Regions from separate parts of the Mus musculus genome. Here all the other regions are linked to region 3. A link is a contact called in public Hi-C data. All regions are on one chromosome and are shown on one strand. The core of a region is the stretch at or near the end of the contact, and the rest is flanking DNA. Distances in the headings are between cores, read along the strand shown. Region 1 holds the start of Mfsd14b (major facilitator superfamily domain containing 14B). Region 2 holds the start of Exoc3 (exocyst complex component 3). Region 3 holds the start of Nsun2 (NOL1/NOP2/Sun domain family member 2). Region 4 holds the start of Clptm1l (CLPTM1-like). Region 5 holds the start of Trip13 (thyroid hormone receptor interactor 13). Region 6 holds the start of Ndufs6 (NADH:ubiquinone oxidoreductase core subunit S6).

Evidence for each region. Hi-C and Micro-C count contacts between places; a contact is called where the count stands out from the background.
Region 1: a contact with region 3 is called in a Hi-C map of regulatory T cells, with 16 times the contacts expected there. The contact joins the promoter of Mfsd14b here to the promoter of Nsun2 in region 3. A contact is called at or near these places in 3 of 484 Hi-C or Micro-C datasets (CD4 T cells, CD8 T cells and regulatory T cells).
Region 2: a contact with region 3 is called in a Hi-C map of CD4 T cells, with 5 times the contacts expected there. The contact joins the promoter of Exoc3 here to the promoter of Nsun2 in region 3. A contact is called at or near these places in 1 of 39 promoter capture datasets (cranial neural crest) and 1 of 484 Hi-C or Micro-C datasets (CD4 T cells).
Region 4: a contact with region 3 is called in a Hi-C map of erythroblasts, with 10 times the contacts expected there. The contact joins the promoter of Clptm1l here to the promoter of Nsun2 in region 3. A contact is called at or near these places in 2 of 484 Hi-C or Micro-C datasets (CD4 T cells and erythroblasts).
Region 5: a Hi-C map of CD8 T cells shows a contact between it and region 3, with 6 times the contacts expected there. The contact joins the promoter of Trip13 here to the promoter of Nsun2 in region 3.
Region 6: a Hi-C map of CD8 T cells shows a contact between it and region 3, with 10 times the contacts expected there. The contact joins the promoter of Ndufs6 here to the promoter of Nsun2 in region 3. A contact is called at or near these places in 1 of 39 promoter capture datasets (pre-B cells) and 3 of 484 Hi-C or Micro-C datasets (CD4 T cells, CD8 T cells and neutrophils).

Annotation. Positions count from the first base shown.
Region 1 is chr13:65,110,418-65,114,607 of GRCm38.p6, forward strand. Mfsd14b (major facilitator superfamily domain containing 14B) reads right to left here and starts at 2,565. Exons shown (of 12, transcript NM_133680.3): 1 at 2,087-2,565. The coding sequence starts at 2,200.
Region 2 is chr13:74,207,005-74,210,973 of GRCm38.p6, forward strand. Exoc3 (exocyst complex component 3) reads right to left here and starts at 1,696. Exons shown (of 13, transcript NM_177333.4): 1 at 1,654-1,696; 2 at 1-93. The coding sequence starts at 76.
Region 3 is chr13:69,609,979-69,613,651 of GRCm38.p6, forward strand. It overlaps Nsun2 (NOL1/NOP2/Sun domain family member 2), which reads left to right and starts at 2,038. Exons shown (of 19, transcript NM_145354.5): 1 at 2,038-2,210; 2 at 2,323-2,480; 3 at 2,960-3,064. The coding sequence starts at 2,115. It overlaps Srd5a1 (steroid 5 alpha-reductase 1), which reads right to left and starts at 1,485. Exons shown (of 5, transcript NM_175283.3): 1 at 989-1,485. The coding sequence starts at 1,269.
Region 4 is chr13:73,601,137-73,605,275 of GRCm38.p6, forward strand. Clptm1l (CLPTM1-like) reads left to right here and starts at 2,866. Exons shown (of 17, transcript NM_146047.2): 1 at 2,866-3,263; 2 at 3,794-3,894. The coding sequence starts at 3,102.
Region 5 is chr13:73,935,217-73,939,051 of GRCm38.p6, forward strand. It overlaps Trip13 (thyroid hormone receptor interactor 13), which reads right to left and starts at 2,551. Exons shown (of 13, transcript NM_027182.2): 1 at 2,274-2,551; 2 at 891-1,056. The coding sequence starts at 2,365. Brd9 (bromodomain containing 9) reads left to right here and starts at 2,612. Exons shown (of 16, transcript NM_001378947.1): 1 at 2,612-2,729; 2 at 3,218-3,432; 3 at 3,649-3,781. The coding sequence starts at 2,678.
Region 6 is chr13:73,326,074-73,330,130 of GRCm38.p6, forward strand. It overlaps Ndufs6 (NADH:ubiquinone oxidoreductase core subunit S6), which reads right to left and starts at 2,409. Exons shown (of 4, transcript NM_010888.2): 1 at 2,266-2,409; 2 at 1,343-1,396. The coding sequence starts at 2,373. It also overlaps a transcript of Mrpl36 not described here.

The DNA.
Region 1 (4,190 bases), core at 1,315-3,814, 4.5 Mb before region 3:
TACCTTTGCCCAAAATTAGATAAGCATTAGGATCCATAGAAAGGTAAGTGAATAAACAGAGTCTAGGTTTCTTTGAATAAATAACACCACCAAAGTTCTTGTTTCAAGCACATTGGTTTTAGACTGGGGTCTGGCTCCTTTCTAAATTAGAAAATGGGAAAGAACTGAATATTTTTTATCATGGTAAGGGCTCACAAGGAGAGTATGACCATTCAGAATCCATACATGGGCTGAGGAGATAGTTCTGTAAATACCTGACATACAAGCCAAAAGGATCTGAGTTCATATCTAATATATATATAAAAAGCTGGGCAAGGTGAATGTGCTGGTAACCCAAGTACTGGGATTAGCAGGAAGGGATGGGATGTAGCCAGGTGTGGTGGCACACGCCTTTAATCCTAGCACTCGGGAGGCAGAGGCAGGCGGATTTCTGAGTTCGAAGCCAGCCTGGTCTACAAATTGAGTTCCAGGACAGCCAGGGCTATACAGAGAAGGGATGGGATGAGTGTACGAAGCAGAGATAGGAGGATCCTTGAGACTCACTAACCAGCCAGTCTAGAAAGGCTGTGAGCTCCACGTTGAAGGAGCTTTGGTTTCAAAACATAAGGTTTCAAAACATATGTGCTCTTGAACCCACACACAGTATACATAAACAGTAAATATATAAAACAAATTTAAAAGAGTCAGGTAGAAAGAAATAGAGAAAAAATACCCTACACTGACTTCTAGCTGGCACATTCCTTGGGCTTGGCTTGGCTTGTCCACTAATTAGTACTGTCCATCCACTAGTGGAAGCCAAGAAGGTGAACTGGTAATTTAGTTTCATTTAGAAAGTAAAGTGTAACCTATTTAATGAGAAAAACCAATTTTACAGAAATTACCCCACAAGGTAAGCTTTCTACATTAGAAAAACCTTAGCTTTGGGAAAAAAAATTATCCCCCTATGCTTCTTCAATACATGACCATTTAACAGATCAGGCACTGAGTGGTAAAACTCTGGTAGAATCAGGACTAAAAGCCAGCTCTACTCTAGGTCTAAAACATCAAGGAAATGAGCCACAAGAATGCAGACAGAACAAGACTTTAAGGTCTGTACTTGGCAGACTTTTGAGAGTTGCAGCAATTTTGTACCTAGTAAGCCCTTACTAAAATATACTATGTGATATAGTATGTGGTTCTGTTTTACCTCAAAATTTTTGCATGTTTGAATTTTGACTTGAGATTTCATTCTGCATACTACTAATTCTCTACCCTCCCAATTGTACCAAAGATGAATTCACACAGTCAAGTATGCACTTGGAACCACTTAGTATTCTTTAACAGAAATTAAATATGCAAGCTTAAAAACAGGAAAAACACATGACCACACATATCATATTTAAATAAATTCCTATTTCTCATTGAACAAACTTTCCCATAGTTGCAAGAGTTTGTACTCAATTCACTGCAAAACTTTAAGTTTTAAGTCCTAAGTAGATCCTTCCCCAAAAATCCTTTTTATACTTATGACTGAAGAAATGACATTAGTCCCTGTGCTTAGTTTCCAACCATTAAAAGAAGAAGAAGAAAAAGTGGCACTGGTAAGGTCTGTACTGTGAATCCAGGTCAAGGAAAATAAGCCTTCCCTAGCTGTCAAACTCATCTCAACTTTACATGTCACTAAAGGAGATCAGGCTGAACTTTCACCTTCAGGTACAGAGATCTTCAGCTTCCTCTTACTACACTAAGGCCACTTCTGAAACCCAGAGGAGGAGGAAGTATCAGGCGCCTCCCACTTTGACCTCCAGCATCCCTGTAGGCAATTCCGGAGACTGCGAAAAATGAAGGCTTTAAGACAGACTGACACACACACACTGTCTAAGTTGCTGTGGACAAAATCTGTGCCCAGAAGATTTCTGTCAATTTGCACAGAATTATATCCAAATTATATTACTGTCCCGCGTCTGGTGGCTTTTGAATCAATAACCAAATCTCCTAGAGGTTCGTCTGGGGAGGAGTTGATAGGAAAGCCAGCTTTTCAAAGAACCTGGCTCTCCTAGAACAGCCACAATCCCAGAGTCCCTGTCCGAACCCAGTCAAAACTTACCCAGCTGCCGCTCGCGGCCTGAGCGCTCCCGCGCTTCTCAGGCATGGTTGACGCCTTGGGTGAGGCCACCGCCTTCCACCTCGGCTCCTCCGGCGACTCCCCGTCCGTGCTCATGCCGCCGTCATGCCAGAGCAGGTTCGGAGCGCTCCAAGACACTGGCGACGCCGCCACTGCGGCGGCGGGGCCCGAGCCTTCATGGGCTCCGCGATCCGCAGCGGCCTGCCGCTCGGGCGGCGGCGCCAGTGGCGACACCGGCTGCTGAGAGGACGCCGAGGCTGGATCCGTGCAGGAAGCGAACAGGGCCCTCAACTATTCAGTGGTGGTCGTGAACACAGGACCCCGACACTGGCAGTGAGTAGTTTTCAGTAGCGCCCGAACAGTCGGGAGACGGCGTCCCGCCCGGAGAACTCAGCAAAGGCAGCTCCCGCCTAGAACGCCCACCCCTCTCCAGAAGCTCGGGCAAGCTCCGCCCAGACTGCGTAGCGCATCAAAACTGCGTCATCTTCTAGGGACTCCAGGCCTATAGATTTTAACGGAGACTGGAAGGACCCAAAGCGTTCCTGATTGGATTAGACTGCCCGCGAGTCCTAGGGACTGTTTACTCCTACCCCGGGCTAGAATTCCAACTGCACGTCATCCCACCTTCCCCCTTTTCGTGGGTTTTAGGGATCTGACTTGGGTCCTTAGGTAGCATAGGAACTGAGTTCTTTCCAGCCCCTACCCCAAGTAAATGATTTTTTACTAGATATTTTCTTTATTTACATTTCAAATGTTATCCCCTTTCCTAGGATGATAGTTATAAAAAGAACAAACTGACACACAGCCCCTGGAACTGTAATCCTGCAATGGGGAAGTGGTCTACAATTGACAGGATTTCAGAAGCCTCCAACCATGCACTGATTAACAGAAAATTACACAGAATATATTGCTCAGTGGTAGAGCACTTCCCTGGTATTCCAATAGGCTCTAGCTATGCTCACTCCCCAGAGGCAAGCACGCACGCTCGCACTTACTAAACCTAGAACTTTCTTATCCACAATCTCAGGCAGATTGTCCTCAACCCTTCTTCATATATGACCCAGGCTGGCCTTAAATACATGTTGATGATCTTGCCTCAGTTTTCCATATGCTGGGTGTCGGTTTAAGCCACCACACTGGACATTGTTCTTAATTGTTAAATATAACTGGAGACAGAATGTTTAAACAAGTCAAGCACATTTACAGATTTCTGTCATTTTTGTAAATTATATTGTTAATCTCACAGACGTGAATCGAAAGATCACCAACCCAAATTATGGCCAGTTTAAAGCAAGATTTATTGTGTACAAACCAGAGACAAATCAGCAGCTGTCTCCCCCTAAAACGGGGTTCACAATACCAGCCCCAAGCCAACTTCTCAAGCCCTTTATATAGGGCAAAACCATGGGGTGGGGGATTTTGCATGGAATCGTAGATACAGAAGTGAAACCAGGTGGTCAAGGTTAAAGTGGGTCATGGAACAATGGGTATTGGTATAGAACATTCTCAAAAACAGGTAGCTGGGGCGGGAGGTATTACAGTACATTCTATGGTTACTGGGCTAGGGTGCAGCCCATCTCTGAGAAATATATAAACTTCAAGTTTTATAGTAAACAGAAACTTAACTTGGCTATAGACTCGAATTGAGATGGGCTGGCTTCTCAATATCCTTTAATGAGCCTAAGTTTTCCTTCTGTTTCAACCATGTTTTGTTGATTCTGAGCCTGCCCTCTATACTACCTACACAAAAACATCTAATACCATTTGGTTAAAATGCCAGCCTGGACCTCGTGTCTTTCAGATATTCTTTGAATAAATTCCAGTTTGTGAAAACTCAAATTGAACTGCAATGATTTAAATGTAACCTGGAGGACTGGAGGGATGACGCAAAACTAAAAGCACTTGCTGTCCTTGCAGAGGACAGAAGTTCTGTTCCCAGCACCAGCACCAGTGTGGCATCACACAACTGTAACTCAAGATTTGGGGGTCTGACACACTCTCTGGCCTTAGCATATACATGGTACACACACACATACACACATGCAGGGAAAACATGTACACATGCAAGTATATATAACCATGTTTG
Region 2 (3,969 bases), core at 446-2,945, 4.6 Mb after region 3:
CCCTTTGGACTGCTGTTGCAACAGCCTCCAGGTCTGTCTCCTTCATTGTCAAAAAGCAGGCAGAATCTTTGCACATGTCATACCACAGGTACACTATATACACAAAGGAGAGGGTATGTCAAAATGAAGTGACGACTCCACATGCAAAGGTCATGTGCTCACCATGCAACTAATGGAGAATTTCTATGGCATTTAAATTAGCAAACTAGAAATGAAAGCTGAACTTGGGTCATAAACTCCTTAACAAAACTGCAAATCCTTAGAATTCAATTGCTAAGAAGATTTTACCTTAACAGAGAGAAGCAGGGATATCTCACAGGCGTAAGACAGTCACACAGAGAGTATTTATACAGGGACTTAAGACTATGTCAAAGGCAGCTCTAACACAATTCTTAGCCCTATAAAAGATCAGCTTTTCATTTCTGGAGCTCACCCTAGTGCTGCCCAAGTCCATGGGGTAGTTAGTCACTGGAAGGCAACAACTATTACCTACACTTCAGCAGCAGCCCAGTGGGCAAACACGAGTCTTATACTCCCTTACCATTGCTCTGGGTGGCCAAGATACCACTTCTTACTTTTGAACACTTCTAAAAACAAAGATAAGACAGCAAAAGGTAATTTATTGTCCTTACTTGAGTAGCTTGTTTCCCCTAAGCACAAATGTACCCGGTCAATCACCCTTTAGTCTAATATCTAATACTATCCAAGTCATGGACCTACAATGGCTATTTGCTGACTATCCAGCAAATGAGGGAATTAATAACACTGTTTCCTTTAATTTCAGCTACTCAACAGCCACAGATGTGATAAAGACCTACCTTCTGGAATCTTTCACTCTATTCCCAAGTAGTCTCAGAAAACCACTAAAATCCATTGTACATTTCCAGTTATGTAGCTTCTCCCTGTGTATTTCTCTCTTTGCATTTTCATTCAAGTGGAACAGCATTGCAAACACCATCTTCATCTTCTGACTATAAAATTACTCGTACCCAGACAGGAAATCTGAGCAGGCCACAGAAAGAGGATTCCACAACCACTTCTAACAGGACTGATTCACTGCGGGCTTTTTTTTTTTTCTTTTGCTTTAGTTTGACATGTTATCTTCAGCATTCCCAAAACATTAAAACTTGTATAATTCTATTTACAGGACTAGGTATTAAACATAATACCAAACCATCCCTCTGGCATGGAGTCCCCCACTCCAGCTGACAGGTGAAAGGCACTCCTGTGGCAGTGTTACAAGCCAGATGCAAAAGGAAAGCTGACCCAAAACCAAAAAAGCTTTGCAAGAAAGAGTCCACTCATAAACCTGAACACAGAGAATCAAAAACTAAAAAAACTGTACTGGATCGCCACCAAATCTGCTTCCAATGGCAGCTTGAGGACTGTCAGATTTCCGGCCTCTGGGGCAAAAGGGAACTCTGAGGGTAGAAGCAGCCCCGACCAAGGAGATGGGAGGGACGCACACCGAGGACAAACCCAAACCCGCCCAGGGACCCGCACTAGAGGGTGTCGCATCCCGCCAGAAACGTCGGCCGATGCTGTCCCTCGCCAAGGACAAACCCACTAAGGGGTACACTGTGCCACAGTCGAGGGCCCAGCGCCCCGCCCACCGCACAGGCACCCAAGGCTGTCAGAGCAGAGCTTCCTCACCGTCCGCAACGCCGCTGCCACCTCCCGGAGCCGGACCGGAAGTGTGCAACGCGGTCACTTCCGTTTCCGGCGTCTGGGCGGAAGGATGGGCTCTGGGTAACCTTGAAGGCGCTGTACGGGCGATCTTTCTGTAGACTCTTAGGAAACTTGTGCTTCTGGTGACACAGACTCAGGATCAGGGATTACAGATTCAGGCCTGGCTCCGCCGTCTGACGTTTGGCGCTCTCCCGACCCTCTTATTTTAAGTAGCACCTATTGTACCCACCCTTTCTCTCCGGATTAACCACTTAGGTTTGCCCTTGCTCAGTTCCTCCCCTTAGCTACCTTAGTCTCTCCACACCTCTCCATATCTTTACTGTGTCTTGTATTCAAGATTCCACTACTTATATTTCGTATATTTGTTTCTTCTTGCTGTCCTCGCCCTCATCCCCCAGAGGTTTCTGACAGCAAGTAGATTTCAAGTATTCAGGACAGTGCCACAGAGAGTGGGCTGCCTGCTGATAGCTGCTCGCGTAGCACGTAGAAGCGGCGAAGAAAACAAAACCACGAGCAAAACAGCAGCTGGTGGAATTACTCCAGCTGAAGGAAGCAGTGAAGCATCGAGTCGCCCCGGTACCTAGAACAGCCAGAAACTTTGTTCTACCTCTGCAGATACAGAGATTTCCCCACACTGTTACGAACTTTTAGTAAATTTTGGCGGGGTTTAGGTTCTTCCACTCACCCATCAGGTATGACAACCCTACCCTGACAGGTTTGGTTGTGTTTTTTTTTTTTCACCTTTTCTGCATACATTTGTTGAGTTGTGTGCCTATCCATAACATCACTACAAAGTCTGGCTCTCCCAAGCCAATGGATGATGGGGTAAATCTTCAGTAAATGAAAGAACAGTATAGGTAACCTGTCATAACCACAATGCAAATTATATGATGAAGTCAGTCTTTTAAAGATGCAGACCCTCCCTTAGTGTAGGGGTTGCAACTGGGAAAGTGCCCTGACCCCTTAGTTTATGACAAAACAGGAGAAATTTCAGCTTCATGAATGTTTAACTGCAAAGTGGGGAGGCACAGCTACCAAGACAAAGCTGCGGTTTTCCTTAGTTACCTTATATCCAACCCTAATCTCCTGCTGCCCACTATATAGTGGAGTGTTTAGTCATGGTGCTCCCTAACGAATTCAGTTAACTAGCCTAGTTAGATGTGAACTGCTTCAGTAGATGACTCAGCTTGTTTCCTTTCAATTAAATAAATAAAATAAGAATCTCAGCTTTTGTTTTTGGTAAGCCACAGAGTGACAAAGCTCAGGATACTTTTGAGTGTACAAGTAAGTTCATAGGTAGGCCTAGGAATGACCAGAGCCAAAGTAGGGAAAGAAAAAAAAAAATGAAGCAGTGACTAAAGGTTCTGCAGCCCTGAAGCAGGGAGAGTAGCCCCAAAGCCATTTTTACACCTGCCCACACAAAGGAGAAGGCATGGGTTCCAAGTAGGTGAAGAGCATATGGAGAATCCTAGAAACCCAGATGATCACCTTAGAGCTTCCTTGGTGAACAGGTGGGTCCAGAAACACAACAGAACCAATCTATCCTGGGGATGGCTAGAAGGCTACATGGCTATGCTAGGCCCTGAAGTAGAGAAGGCTGCCAAAGACACTGCACTTGGGACAGATTCCTCCTCTTCAGTGTGAAGAGTAGTGCTAAGGCCTAGCCTTTGGCAAAGAAAATCCAGAAGGGCTCTTTGGGCCCCCTCAATCTTAATAGAAGTGAGTCTTAATGTGGCCAAAACTTGTTCATGTTCTCAGAGGCCAGACTTCTTGATGAGCTACACAGTAGATGTTATTAAATATGCACCAAAGAGATAGAATTGTAGCCTCCAAACAAGTAGAACAGAGACAAGGAAGAGAGCATAGAGGATTTCAGACCGAAGAGAATGTGGGAAAAGGGAGACTTGATGCATAATTAAGAACAGAGTGGGAAGTACAAATATGTTCAGATGAGTGCAGGTAAGTGGATTAAGCAAGGTGAAACTGTTAAAAGAGAAAATTTAAAACATAAGGAAACAAAGGGGTTAGTAGTGGAGGAAGTTTTCTCATAATAGCCAATTAAAGCCTGAAAAAATTTGTGGATGGTGACATTAACATCAACTTCCCAGGTTTTGTCAAAAGCCACAGAGACTGTTGTGAAAATACAAAGTACATGAGCCATAAAGAAAAAAAGGTTAAAATGTATCTATTGCAGAATAAAAATATCATTGGGTGAAAAGATCCCTCTGCTCTGCCTTGCTCTGGGATGTCCTAGGGCACAGGAGGCTCCTGACCCCACCC
Region 3 (3,673 bases), core at 788-3,287:
AGAAATCAGTCAAAAATCAACTCCCCAGCCCTGCATGGTGGCGGTGCACATCTTTAATCCCAGCACTCATGAGGCAAAGGCAGGTGGAACTCTGAAAGTTCAAGACCAGTCTGGTCTATAAAGTAAGTTCCAGGACAGCCAAGCTGTTACACAGAGAAACTCGGTCTTGAAAAAACAAACAAAACAAAACAAAACAGCAAAAGATCAATCAACTCATGTACCATAGTGGCCACAGTGGACTTTGGGCAATAGATCTAGAAACTCATTCTTTCTCCTCACTGGATTTAAGAAAGCAGAGGCTATTAACACAACAATGCATTCTCCCAGCCTCTCTGGGAAATGAATACTTTAGGATCAGAGAGGATAAGAGACTTTCCCATGTCCCAAATGTCACAGAACTCAACTTCCTTAGATATAGAGACATCCTTTTTTTTTTTTAATTGTGCACTTTTCAGAATCTAGATGAAAACATTTAAACGTTATTAATAAATGTTGGGTCAGTTAAAGATAAGACCTAGAGACAGTCCAGTCCAGTTTATTAGAAAACCCAAAGACTTGAGGCGGTCACTAAAACATTTTTCACATAACACCTCCTGGGAAAGATTCATACCATCTCACACAGAGAAAGCAAAACATCTCTGAAATTGCTCCAGTCCACATTCGGGGTCCACAGTGGTTCCAGAGTAGGTTGTTAGCAAGCTGAAGCTAGGTCACCTGGCTATGGGACAGGCTACCAGGGATAGATTCCCCAAGGGGGAAACAGTAGAAATGCAGCTTGGATGGCATCGCAGATACTCCTTAGGGCGGAGTCTGCAGATGGGCAGGGAAGAAATCCGGACCACTGTGCCACTATCCCTGACCAGACACGAACTTCCACCGCTTCTGTGCGGTCCTTTCTACCTCCCTTTCTAGACAATCCTTTGTATTTCGGAATTAAGTCTCTGAGCCGCGGGTCCTCGGGAGCAAGCGCAGGAGGGAAGACCATTACCTTTGCACGTAGTGGATCAGAAACATAGCTAGCAGGACGCGGTTAGGCAGGTTGCCCAGTCGGGCGGCTGCAGGACGGATGCACTCGTACAGCGGCCAGGCCATTGAAGGCAGCTCCTGTAGGAACCAGGCAGGTCGCGCGGGCACTCGGCGGCCGGACCACTGCGAGGAGTAGCGGCCGTAGGAAGAGCCCACCATCTGGAGCCCCACGAAGGCCACGAAAGCCAGGAAACCCTCCAGGTAGACTAGCGCATCCAGTAGGCGCAACTCATCCAACTCCATAGCTGAGGTCGAGCAGCGTGCTCCATGCTCGGATGTCCAAGTGGAGCCACATATAAGCTCAGGAGGAGGGCGCAGAGCAGCCCACAAGGGCCAGCGCTCCAGCAGGGTGTACCTGCCCAGGGGAGGGGCGAGCCACCTGCTCGGGCGGAGACAGGAGCACAGGCTAGCACCACCAGAAGATACCCTCCCGCCCGTAATCCAAACGAGAGAACGATTGGGTAAAACCCCGCCCACACAGGGAGCCACGCCTCTTCGGGGGGAGGGCGCCTTAGTCTCGAGCCCCGCTCCTCAGAGCCCCGCCCGATCTTGGAGCGCTACACACATTGGCTGAGAGCTCCTTTGGCTCGCGAAAAGTTCTGCCGGAGCTCCGCCCCCTCAGCGCCACAGCGGAGCACCAGAGCCTCGCATCACCCACAAAGTCCCGCCTACACAGCAAAGACCCCGCCTCTTCGCTCGAAACAGACTCTCGCTCCGCCCCGCCTAACTTGCAACCACGCCCCTCCACAGTCTAACCCGGACAGCGACAGATCGGACAACACTCCATGACTCTCTGCGCACGCGCTACGATCAGGTCGTCCATGCAGGTGCCTGAGTCTCTGTGTAAGACGGGGAGATTCACGCTCAGTGGCGTTTAAGGTTGATTTGAGGAAACACGTTCTCTATAGGAATACCACCCTTTTTTTTGCGTGAGTTCTCGGCGGGAGCATGTTGTGTCTTTCAGGCATATTTTTTGACTGCCTCTGCTAGGACCCAGCCGCGGGGTCCTCGGGATGCAGCCGGAAGTGCAGCGTGCGTGCGGTTTGGTGGGTCGCTGTGTGCGCTCCGCGTGTGCAGCCGCGTGGGCCATGGGGCGGCGGGCGCGGGGCCGGCGGTTCCAGCAGCCGCCGCAGCCTGAGGGCGAGGAAGACGCCAGCGACGGCGGCAGAAAGCGAGGCCAGGCGGTAGGCGCGGGGACGAGAGGGGTGTCTGGTGGGCTCGCGCGTGCGGAGCTTGCTCGTGGGCCGGGTTCGCGGGTGTCGGTCGGAGCTTGCTCACCTGTCGCTTTCCTGGCAGGGCTGGGAAGGTGGCTATCCCGAGATCGTAAAGGAGAACAAGCTCTTCGAGCACTACTATCAGGAACTCAAGATCGTGCCAGAGGGAGAATGGGACCAATTCATGGAGTCACTCCGAGAACCTCTCCCAGCCACACTGAGAATCACTGGGTACAAAAGGTACGTTTGCTGTGTCTTTTCTGAGGTGTGGACTTGGGGGCTGTAGTGCACAGGAACGTCCTCGGTGGGACATTAGAATATGAATAGAAAACGCGACCCGGGAAAGACTTGGGTCCTATGGGGGACCATCAGAGCAGCAGGAATCTTTGCCTCTCTTGCACGTCAAAGTACGTTGTCCGCAAGACTCGTGGCAATTAAAAACTGAAGCTGTGACAAAATGCAGTATTGCTTTTACCTTATTTGTAAGGTGTGTCCAACAGAACAGTGAACTGGAGGGAGTTAGAAAATTGATGGTGTTGCTTTCTTAGATGTTAACAGGGCCTAGGTGTTAAAAAGTCTGCACACCCCGGAGCGCTTATGGAACGTCTTCTCAGAACTGGTTTTACGTTTAAAACACTTGGCAATCTTAAAGCTATTAAATCTTACCAACTCACCTTCTTAGATGACTGTGAAACTTGCTTTTTTTTTTTTTTCCATAGCCATGCCAAAGAGATTCTCCATTGCTTGAAGAACAAGTACTTTAAGGAGTTGGAGGACCTGGAAGTAGATGGACAGAAAGTTGAAGTTCCACAACCACTAAGCTGGTGGGTACAGAATGCTTCCTCGTGCTGGGTGTTTCTTAGGTCCCCAACCCCCTTTAATGCACTTCTCAGCTCTAAAGTCACTGTCGGCTTAAAGAGCTTGGTTGTACTTTCCTTTTTTTTTCTTCTTATAAAGATTTACGTGTTTATTATATATAAGTACACTGTATTCAGACACACCAGAAGGCATTACAGGACTCATTACAGATGGTTGTGAGCCACCATGTGGTTGCTGGGAAGGACCTCTGGGAGGGAGAGAGCAGACAGTACTCTTAACTGCTGAGCCGTGTACCTAGTCCCTGGATGTATTTTTCAAGCATCTGTTTGTCTGTTTTCCGAGACAGGATTTCTGGGTGTTCTGAAACCTGTAGACAAGGTTAGTCTCAAACTCAGATCCACCTGCCTCTGCTGGGTGGATTAAATCCATGTACCAGCATCATCTGCCTTATTAGATTTATGTATGTATGTATACGAGTGCAGGGAGGCTGTCTTCAGGCACATCAGAAGAGGGCACTGGATCCCATTACCATGTGGTTGCTGAGAATTCAACGCAGGACCTCTGGTCTGGAAGAGCAGCCAGTGCTCTTAACCACTGAGACGTCTCCCCAGCCC
Region 4 (4,139 bases), core at 1,616-4,115, 4.0 Mb after region 3:
GGGGATTATCCCTAATGTCTGAACAGACAGACTTCAATTACACCTAGTTGTCCAGGGTAACCGAGACTGGATGTGCTATGAGGGCAGGGGCCCAGCAAAGGCAGAACACTGGTTTCTGGGATTTAAACAAAAAGTTTCTACCCCGTGAAGAATGTTGAGAGACAAACTGTAAATTCAAGGGGCCCTGCTGGAACTGGTGCTTAACAAAGGATGGCAACTTCAGCTGGAGTTCCCTCCTGTTCAGGGCCCAAGTGGGGGTAGGGTGTGTGTGAAAACACTTGACCAGGCCCCAAGAGGGATCCACAATAGCAAATCTCTTAGGAAATCTGTGAAGTTGTATAGACTCTTTCTCTGTGAAACTCCAAATGGCAAATGGCCCACTCTTGAAGCTGAAGTTGCCAGCAAGGATGACAACACAAATGGAGAGTGACCAAGGTGCCACCAAGCCCCTTCCAGGTATAAAAATAGACCTGGAACCTGATGAAAAAATTAGGCTTTTGGGAAATAGTGGGAATTCCCAGAGCTCCTAGGTTCTGAAACTCAATTCTGAGGCCTCCCTTCATCCTAGCATTTGTAGTTGCCAAGAGCCTCACTCCACCAGTCTACTGAAGATCATAGGTTCGTCCACGGGCTGACGACAATAGGAAGAGTAACCTGTGAGCAAGGCAATTTTACAAAGAGCTTGACGGCTTCCTGTTCATTAGGGTTACATCACCGAGATCAACTGGAGGGAAGGCCAGAGACATAGGACTGTCAAATGTCACTGCAATGCTGACAAAATCATAGGAATAAATGACTCTGAAGAAGAGATCCATTTGATAAAGGTGTAGAAGTATAAGAAGTCTCAGATGGATTCAATGATCCTACTCCAGCCCCAAAGGAGTTTGTAACCAAGTACCACCCCTGTCTTTGTAACCACAAACCCTGTCCCCACCTGTTCAGACGAAGCCAGTGTCCCCGTGATTCCTCCCAAGCTCTGTGCTAGGAGGTTTAGTGTCAGTCTGACACAAGTTGAAAGTCTTTTGGGAAGAGGGAACCTCAACTGAGAAAATGTCCCCACCAGATTGGTCTGTGGTACATCTTCTTGATTGATGACTAATGTGGCAGTGCCACCCGTGGGCTGTTGATCCTGGGTGCTATAGAAAAACAAGCTGAGCAAGCCATGGGAGTAAACTAGTAAGCAGCATTCCTCCATGGCTTCTGCTTCAGAACCTTCCTTGATATCCTTTAGTGATGTGGATACATAAGCATAATAAACCCTTTCCTCTCCAAATTTCTTTCAGTTATGGTGTTCATCGAAGCAATAGAAACCCTAAGATACCCTCATGCTGAAATAGGTGCTCCATTTCTGAAACCTTCTATTTAAAAGCACCATTTTTAGAAAATGCCCAATCACACTTCTGATTACACGTGTGAGAAACATGAGAATGCCGTTTTGAGAACAATGAGCTCCAAAACTTAAGTTTCTGAGGCCACCATAGAGTAAGGAGCTGGTCACTAATGAAAAGCACCAACAGCCAACAAGCTTCTGAAAACAGGAAATATCATTTTTTGCTTGATCTCTGCAGGCCATCGTCCTGGGCTGTCACAGCACTGGCCACTTCACTCTAGAAACTGTGTATACCCTAAACCAAGAAATATTTAAGAAGATTAAAATGAAGGCCAGAAGAACCTGATACTCTGTTATTCTTGCAGAGAGGAGCCTAGCATAACTGTCCTCTTAAGAGGCTCTACCCAGCAGCTGACTGAAACAGATACAGAGACCCACAGCTAAACATTAGACAGAGCTTGGGGAGTCTTATAGAAAAGTTGGAGCAAGAATTGAGATCTGGGGGGGACAGGAGTCCACAAGACCAACAGAGTCAACTAACCTGGGCCCTTGGGGGTCTCCCAAAGACTAAACCACCAACCAAAGAGCATACATGGACTGGACCTACACCCCACCCCAACACATATATAGCAGATGTGCAGCTTGGTCTTCATTCAAGTTCCCCAACAAATGGACCCGGGTCTGTCCCAGTGTTGCCTACCTGTGGATCCCGTTCCCCTAACTAGGCTGCCTTGTCTGGCCTCAGTGGGAGAGAATGTGGCCAGTCCTGCAGTGACTTGATGTGCCAGGGGTGGGTTGGTACCCAGTGGAGCCTCCCCTTCTCAGAGAAGGGGAGAGGGAGTAGGGAAGAGAGTAGGGGCTGGCATCAGGACGTAAAGTGAACAATTAATGGACTCCGATGGTTTATCTGAGTGGCCTACCCCCTTCTGAGATGAGAAGGGGAGAGGGGACAGGGGAGAGGATAAGAGGAGAGTAGGGGCTGACATCGGGATGTAAAGTGAATAAATAAATTTAAGAACCCAGATGGTTTTATCTGAATGAGTAATGGGAAGTCCGGGAAAAAGATCTTCTTGAGATATAACCTACCTTTGCATGTTAGCCAGGATTAAGATTTATATTACCGCAAAGGAACTTATTCTTCTGACAAAAGGGGCAAGTGACCTGTAAAAACTCTTTTTGACCTTTTCTGGCCATCTTGAACTGCATGTTATCAACACAGTAACCTCACACCCGAGAAATCGGTATTTGAGTTTCCTGAGTCTCCTCCGTGTTTTCTTAACTTTTGGACGCTCCCCTAGACTTTGAAGAGCCAGGATCAGGGTCGTCCCCGCCATCATCCTGGGGCGCCGCCGTAAGGCTGCACAGGGCCTTAAGAAGAGCAACGCAAAGAAAAAATTTCCAAGAACCGGGTGCCGCCAAGGTTGGTGGCGGACCTGGGCTCCCACAGGCATGCCGGGAGTACGGCGCAAGAGGCTGACGTCACGCGCGCGCGCCGGTCGTGCGGTCGTCGTGAGGTTGCGAGTGCGTGGCGGAGCGTCTGGCTCCCAGAGGGCCGTGCGCGTCCACTTCCGCCAGCTGCTCGGTTCCCGGAAGCGGTGGCCGGCAAATCCGGCCAATCCCCCAGCGCCGGGTGTGGGTTATCGGGAGCATGCGGGGCGGCCGGCGGCCCGCGCGAGGCGCGTTGGTTTCCCCGCGGCGGTGGCGGTGGCGCGCAGCGGCTCTCCCGTGAGCGGCGGGCGGCGGCGGCGCTCGGCCCGCAGGTTGCGGCGCCATGTGGAGCGGCCGCAGCTCTTTTACCAGCTTGGTGGTGGGCGTGTTCCTGGTGTACGTGGTGCATACCTGCTGGGTCATGTACGGTATCGTCTATACCCGTCCGTGCTCGGGTGACTCCAACTGCATCCAGCCCTATCTGGCCCTGCGGCCCAAACTGCAGGTGAGCGTCCGGGAGCCCTAAGAAGGCGCCTCCCGGCCGGGTGCTACCACCCACCCCCTACTGGCACTGGTCAGAGGGTTTCGGGCTACCAGTTTTGCCCCTTATCACTGATGTCACTGTCCAATGTTCTGGTTAGGTGGCAGTGAGAGCTGGAGTTGAGACTTCTCTGTTCTCTGCTGCTCTCTTGTTACCCCTTGGTGCTCTGCCCTACCCCGATTATAACTGAGATCCAGTTGCCCTACACGTGTTTCCTAACGGGACCCCAGTGGAAGTTAACAGGAGATCTCCAGCCATATGGGAGTCAGGCTGCTAGCTCTGCCCTCTTATCACCTGTGTCACTTCCTGCTTCTAGTGGGAATTCCGGACAGGTCAGCTCTACAGTTAGGTTCCTTGTTCACAGCAGTGTCACACAGGCCATCTTGCCCAAGCTCACCCTCTGAGAGGTAGCCCTCAGATTGCTACCCTCTCACAATAGTTACATGTTTTCTATCAGGACCTTTTGGCTATTCATTCTTGCTCACTCTTTCCAGCTGAGTGTTTACACCACCACACGGTCCAGCCTTGGTGCAGAGAACAATGTGGACCTGATCTTGAACGTGGAAGACTTTGATGTGGATTCCAAATTTGAAAGGTGTGGATGTGGGACAGATTGCCAGAGATGGGTTCCAGGATGTCATGGATAGCATTGTATGTAGAGTGAGGACATCCTATAGAAGCACTCCTGTCTAGGGTCTGTGTAAACAGTCAAGCTGAAAGTAACAGGTGTTTGTCACTTAGCAAGTAGCTTTTACTGCAATCTAAGGGCAGCGTGGTTTACTACAGCCCATGTAGTCTCCCAAGGAATGATACATTGGCCTACCTAGTAAGAGTAGTTAG
Region 5 (3,835 bases), core at 1,301-3,800, 4.3 Mb after region 3:
TAACTTTTCATTTGGAGGCTATGACAACTGTGTCCCTTTTTTTGGGGGATAAAGGCCATGGCGATTTTTTATTTAAATGATCATGCCGTGTTTTCCTTCTGACTCTATACAGAGATGGCAATAACTGTGCTTTGGGTCTTCTCTGAGACCTTTATAATGAATCATACTATGGTCATGACTCCTGTGAAACTGAGGAAAAGACAAAACCAGAGAATTTCTCTAAGCTTCAGGTGTTTGACGAAGAGATATTATAGAATATTTGGTTTCCATTAAAGTGACCGAAGTGGCAATTCAGAGAACTTTAGTATGCTAGAAGTACATAAAAAGAGAATTACGGTCTGTGATGTATTCTAATGCAACCTAATTATTAGTAGGTCTGTTTTCCAACTGTCAAATTTTACTTCCAATTTGTTCCAGGCTCTGTCAAGAGCATCCTGACACACAACATCCCTACTCTAGCACCTAGCTCCAGGACACATAGCTAAAGCTTATCTAGCTACTGTTAGCAATCGGGGACACAACAACAGCAGGATCAGTCACCACAAGCTGCCAAGATGCTACACATTCCTACTCTCGCCACTAGTCACATATCCTTCCTATGTACATGTTCGATCTCCCCTTCTAAAAGGACACTCCCTCCTCTCTGCACTCTTTCTTCTCCCTCCACCTTCACCCAGAAGCAGCCTCTGGATTCTCCCTCCCTAATAAACCTCCCACGTGAGATCTGTTGCCTAAAGTGACTTTATGGAATCTGTTGCTTAGATTGTAATAGCCACCAAAACCAACAGATAGGGTAGTAACCCGCTATCCACGTCAATGTTAGTTATTTATGACAATTACCTCATAATCTCTAAGGGCTCACTTACCAGCACTATGAACTAGGAATTTACCTGAGGGTCTTTAGCCTTTAGTTCTGTGTCAACAATAGACACTGACTGAACATTTCTGCTTAGAAAAGGATCATCAAACTCAGTCCAGACGTAATCTCCAAACACAATATTATGCCGGTTGAGCAGCCTGTAAACACTCGACTTTATATCTTCTTTTTTTGCAGTGCTAGAAAGATAAATAAAACATATATAAAATATCTTAGTTAAGAAAAACACTAAAAGCTGGGCGTGGTAGCACACGCCTTTAAGCCCAGCACTTGGGAGGCAGAGGCAGGCGGATTTCTGAGTTCGAGGCCAGCCTGGTCTACAAAGTGAGTTCCAGGTCAGCCAGGGCTACACAGAAAAACCCTGTTCCGAAAAACCAAGAAAAAAAAAAAAAAACCAAAAAACAAACAAACAAAAACGACAAAAACAAACAAAAAAACAAAAAAAACCCCACTAAAGTATAGCTAGGTCTGGCTGTAATTTCAGCATGCAAGCTGAGACAGAAGAACTTGTTTCAAACACAGACACTCAGACACACACACACACACACACACACACACACACACACACACACAGACACACACCTTCCCTCCCTCAGACCTCAGACATATACAAGAAAGTCATTAGTCAAGATGGGGCTTGGCAGTGTACTGTCTTAGGATCAACTGTAGGGTCCCAGGCCTGCAGTCATACCATCAGCCACCCTCAGGCTAATTAGAAAAAGGAGGTGCCACTAGTTCTTCACACACTACTATGAAAATTAATAAAAATTCAGTGTTTGAGACAAGCCTGAAACATTATGAGCATTCAATCCATGTTAGCAGCCCTTTTAAGGAAAACCTGAAAATGCATAGCTGTAGGGTCTAACCTGGAGTACGTACATAATCTTTGTAACAGGAAATTTGCCACTGGATTCTGGCTTTGCAAATTAAATACTTGCTCTACTGACACTGCACTTCCTTGCACCCCTAATTGACTGGAGATCACTTCTGTCGCTTAGCAGGTCCTATTACATGGAGCTCATCGTTAGGCTGTGCTCCATAGGCCAGTCAGTTGAGAGCTGTGGGGTCCTGCCAGATAGTCTGGGATGGTGGTAGGGTCTGGATGGGATATGCGGCAATGTGAGAGGTGAAACTCAAGAGTAATGTGTGGTGGGATGGAGGGCAAAGTCGGATCATGCTGTTAGGGTCAACTGAAGTGGGGTGGAGGTGTGCTGGGTCATACTAGGTGGGTTCATGTCAGGCTGTTCAGGTCGTGCGAAGTGGGGCCGTACTGAGGGGTGGGACGCTGTGGGGTGGAATCCTAAGAGTTGGGGTAAGGTCGTGCCACTCGGAGTCACGCGTGGTGGGGTCGGATCAGGTCGCGCCCCGCGTGGTCGGACTCCGTATATACGCTCACCTTCCGCTGCGCTGCAGAACCTCCACATGGACCGCGGGCGATTCGGCAACACAGGGAAGCGCTTGCTTCAGGTCGCCCACCGCCTCGTCCATGGCGCCGCCGCCGGGAGCCGAGGGAATGCCGCCGGAGTGAGGCCGCGGTCGCCTCCCTGCGCCCTGTGCGACAGCCTTCTCCGATGTAGGAGGATCCACCTTGGCTAAGGGCCGGCCAAATCCACTTCCGCCGCCCGAGCCGCTCGGCGCTTTGCAACCCGCCCCGCCCCACCGAGCTTCGAATCTGCCGCGCGCTGCGCACCGCCCCACCCTGACCCGGAAGCACTTGGCGGTGGCGAAGGCGCTACTTCCGACTGGCGCAGGTCGAGCTACCGGCAGCCGCTTCTCACCGGATCCCGTGCTATCTCAGCCATGGGCAAAAAGCACAAGAAGCACAAGGCGGAATGGCGCTCGTCCTACGAAGGTGCGGATCCCACGGGCGGGGTCTAGGTTGCCGATACGGGCAGGGGAAGGCGTTCCAGGGGAAGGGCGTGGTCTGTGCTGGGCGGGGTCCCGTGAGAAGGAGGAGCTTAGAGCCAGGTAGTGGACAATCGTAGGAGGGGCGGGGTTAGAGCTGAAAAAGGGAATCTGCTGCGAAGAGGCTATAGGCTTCTTTTTTGGGTCCTGTAGCCACTATGTACCTCCTCTCTGACACCAGGAAGACCCGCAGCAAAAAGAGGGCTTCCGTGAAGGAATTGGGGTCCTGGGTCTCAGGTCGGGTTGTTGTACCCTCGGAATATCCTCAGTGGTGATTTTGTGGTTTGAAAGAGAGGATTGAACACCAATCTGTCAGTTTGAGATTACATAGTCTGTGGTTTTGACAACTCCTTGCTGTCTAGATTCACACCCACAGGGGTGCAGTATTTCTACTCAGTATTTTGCAAGCTTGACCTACGTACGGTCTGTGTGCAGATTATACAGACACGCCACTGGAGAAGCCTCTGAAGCTGGTGCTCAAGGTGGGAGGAAGTGAAGTGACAGAGCTCTCAGGATCTGGCCACGACTCCAGCTACTACGACGATCGCTCAGACCACGAACGGGAGAGACACAGAGAAAAGAAGAAAAAGAAGAAGAAAAAGTCAGAGAAGGAGAAGCACCTCGATGAGGAGGAGAGGAGGAAGCGGAAGGTAAAGGTTCAATGGCCTAAGATGGGTCCCTAATCACGCCTGGCTATACCGTTGCTGCAGTTCTGGGCTTCCAGGGCATCTTCAGGTGATGCCTGTCAGGTGTCAGGAGTGGCTCTTCTTCCCAGTCTGGGGAATGCGCAGACGTGTGCGGAGCCTGCATTACCAGTCTAAAAGGGTTCTGGCTGTTCTGTGCCCTCTATTCTTCCATACTTACAGGAAGAGAAGAAACGGAAACGGGAGAAGGAACACTGCGACTCAGAGGGGGAGGCTGATGCTTTCGACCCTGGAAAGAAGGTGGAGGTGGAGCCACCCCCAGACCGACCAGTGAGAGCCTGCCGAACACAGCCAGGCAAGACCCTGTCCCCAAACATGAGTTTCCTACCTTGTCTATAGCGTGGTTATC
Region 6 (4,057 bases), core at 1,159-3,658, 3.7 Mb after region 3:
GTAGCCAAGATCAGAGAGGGCAGGGGAACAACGCTGAGCTAGGATACGGTAGAACAACAAAAAAAAAAAAAACCAACAACAACAACAAAAAAAAAACACCAAGCTGACTGTAAAGGTCAAGAGCGTGACTGAAGGCAGACACGGAAGGTGAACAATTTTGGAAACACAGAAGCCAGACCGTGAACTACCATATTACAAGGAAGAAACCAGGAGCTATAGATGCAAATATCACAGAGAAACTTGGGCTACATAGGCAGAGGAGACCACAGCCTTCTATTCTTTCCCTAGCAGGATAGTTACATGTGTCTGAACTAAATGACCTTTCTCTGTGTAGGAGACTCAATCTACTGGTTACCCCTGGGATCACATGGCACAACTAATTTGATGAAAACTACAAAAATCTTACCTCAAAAAAGTTATCAGAAGAGTACATTTTAATAGTATGTCTTCCTTTAATCTAAGAGATAGTGTGCTGGCTAGTTTCCACTTGACATATTCCAGGGTCTTGCCTCCACATGATTAGCCTGAGGCAAATCTGTGGCATTTTCTTGGCTAATTGATGTGGGAGGGCCTAGCTCACTGTGGGCAATGCCACCCCTGGACTGGATGGTGGTCCTAGGTGCCATAAGAGTAAGAGCCATAACATGGAGAGTAAGCCAGTAAGCAGCACTCCTCCATGGTCTCTGCATCAGTCCCTGCCTCAAGTTCCTGCCCTGACTTCCCTCAGGAATACGACCTGAGAGTTATAAAATGAAACCCTTTTGTCCCCAACCGCTTTGGGTCATGGTGTTTTATCTCAGCAATAAAAAAAAAAAAAAAAAAAAAAAAATGCTACGGCAAGTACCAGACTGAAAACAAGATCATGCTTATGAAAATCTCAACTACTGTTCCAAGATGCTCTGCAGTCTGAGAGGAAGAGAAAAAAAGTTAACACAATTTGTACTTAGGACTCTGCGTTTTCTAGGGTGGTTGTGATATGTGAGGATTTCTTTAGCTTCTTCCATGTTAAGCTGGCACACACTAAGTACCACTTCCAGGAGGAGCCTAGGACCAACAATGAGGATACAAAAGAGCTACCTCAAAGCTCAAATACCTTTAAGGAACACGAGCTACCTCAAAGATGGGCCCAAGTACAAACATGAAATCCACTTGTCTCTTTACACCTCATACAGAGCTTGAAGGTATTTTTATGCAATACCTCAGTTGTGCCTGTCTTTTCATTACAATCTACCACCCAAGTCAGGCGCAGGATTCACTGTGGTACATTAGTGCTCAATACACTTCCGGCATTTGAGTTGCTCAACCTGCTTAAGTTTTACGAATTCCTCTATCTTTCACTTACCTCTTTCTGACGATCTACAAAACGAACCCTCCTGTAGTCTTTTTCATCATACACCTGGAAAAAAAAGGCCATCTATTATTCTAAATAAAGTCACATAATATTGATTGAAAATACTATAGAACGATGTTCCCCTTGGCCTATACCCATTGATGAGGAGACAGACCCACTAAGAGGCAAAATGAACTTGTACTGAACGGTCTCAGGGGATGACAGGCTGGAGTGCAGACTGGAGACAAAGTTCCTGCCCTCACAAGTAGCCAACTCCAACAGGCGCGATTTCATTTCAGCAGACATAGTTTCTCATTTTTTGGTTCACTATTATATTGAACGAACGCTAGGGTTGCTTTATACACTATTGATAGGCTATTTCTCCACTGGTGAAATGAACCAATTCAAGCCAGATTAAATTATATTAAAGGTAGGTTTATTGGGAAGCCGCTCTCAGGTGAGTTCACTGGCCCCAAGGATTGAGGCCAGAGAAGTCACCATTGGGACAGGAGGAGGGGTCGGGGGAGAGAAAGGGAGTGTGTTCAAGGAGAGGAGAAAGAGACAGGGTGGGAGAAACCAAAATGCCTGGATTATATAGGGAGGATCCTGGGCTGCAACGCCAGGTAGGGACTGAGGAATGCTGGGAGAACCTGCATGCCGGGTCTCCTTTGATATGTAAAATATGCACCTCAGTCCTCTGTCCCGGGTCCAAAACACAACAATCATTTGTTAAAACATTGAACTTAATATAAAGATATGGCCTAAAGAATGAGGAGATCCAAGTCCCAACCGAAAGCCACCAGCTAGAAACCGGAGCAGCGGGTTGCACAAGGTGAGCCCAGTAGTGCCGCGCGCTAGCCTGGCAGAAGCACACCTTGCTGCGCTCCCTGCTACCGTCAGTCTTGGGTTCCAGGCATGGCGGGCGCGGCCGTTACCTGGCCGGTATGCGTGATCTTTTCCCCGCTCGGCGACACTTGAACCCCGAAACCCCGTGCAGCCCTGGGGAGAGTCAACAGCCGGCGGAAGGTCAGCACCGCCGCCATCTTGCCGGTGACCCTTGACCCCACGCGTCGTACCAAGTGCCGGCGCAGGCGCACAGCAGTCGGCGGGGAGTACTTGTGGAACTTTTTTCGTCCTATGCCTGAGCGGCTGGCGGGGCTGGTGGTGGAACTGGATAGGATGCGGAGCTGCGGCTTAACTGTGCGCAGTGTTCAAAGGTTACTAGTGTGACAAAGGCAGGGGGTGGGGGGACGGAAACTGAAGATGCGCTGTGTGTGCTTTTATGCCAATGGAGAAAATGCAGATTTTCCGTGGGTTGGTTTGTTTTTTGTTTTCTGTTTTGTTTTGAGTAAAGAAGTAAGTTGTTCAGCAGAAGAAACAGTTTGTGCAGTCAACTCTCCTGGTCCTGTATGTTGGTGTAGGAAAGTTAGATTTCTGAGCATTTTTGCAACGCTGCAGTAGTTCAGTTTCCAGTTAGACTGCAAGGAAGTTTACCCAGCATTGGAAAGCTGTCCGGAAAAGCTCTGCTATGTAGAAAAAAACCTGATGCAAATCGTAGTCTGTAACTCTGAAGGCTGTTTTGGCCTCTCCTGCCTCATTTGAATCTGAGTCCGAACCTCCCTTGGAACGACATATACTGTCAAACCCCAAAGTAGCCTGAACAACTTTGCTCAGAGGTAGACAGGTGGGACCCCAGACTCAGAGCAGGGCCGGGTCACTAATTCCGAGAAAGTGCCAGAAGCTAGCATGTGTTGTTTGGGATCTCTTGGCCAGGATTGGAGGTTAATGACCTGGTATCTACCTTTCTGTGCTCTGCTATAGCATAAGGACTAGGTGAGTCTGAAGACGAAAGGGGTAACCAGAGAGGGCCCTAAGACACAAGGACAAAGACCTCGCCAAGTTGAAAAATGCCCCAATAAATGTGGGCCTAAGATGCCCTGGCTAGCCTTAAGCTCTGTAAGCCAGGCTAACCTAGCACTCACTGTCTTCCTGCCTCAGCCTTTGGAGTGCTGGGATTTCAGGCTTATGTCTCCACACCCTGTCCTGCAGATTTGTCTCATTCTCCCTCTTTTTAAAGGATTTATTTTATATGTATGAGTGTATACATTTATATATGGCCATGTGTGTGGTTACCTGGTACCAAGAGAAGGGCACAGGATCTCCAGACAGGTCAAGTTACAGTCCATTTGAGTAGTTGTGTGGGTGCTGGGAACAGAATGATGGTCTTCTGCAAGAGTAGCAGGTGCTCTTAGCCATCAAGCTATCTCTCCAGCCCTAAGTCTCTATTTAAACCCTAACACCCCCTGTCTGTGTATGAGTTCACACACATGTGAGTTCATACACAGGTGCCACAGAGCACATGTGGAAGTTGGAGGAAGCCAGTCTCTTTTTCCATGTGAGTTCTGGGGACTGAACTGAGGTCTACAGACTTGCATGGAAAGCACTTGTGACTCCCAGGCCATCTCTCTGACCCACATTATTTTTTTTAATTGCTAGAACTCTGGAGTCCTTTTTTCCTTTTCTTTCTTTCTTTCTTTTTTTTTTTTTTTTTTAGGCATTTTTATTAGATATTTTCTTCATTTACATTTCAAATGCTATCCCCCAAAGTCCCCTATACCCTCCTCCCTCCCCCCTCCCCAACCCACCCACTCCCACTTCCTGGCCCTGGCATTGCCCTGAACTAGGGCATATAATCCCCAAAGAAAGACCAAGGGCCTCTCCTCCCAT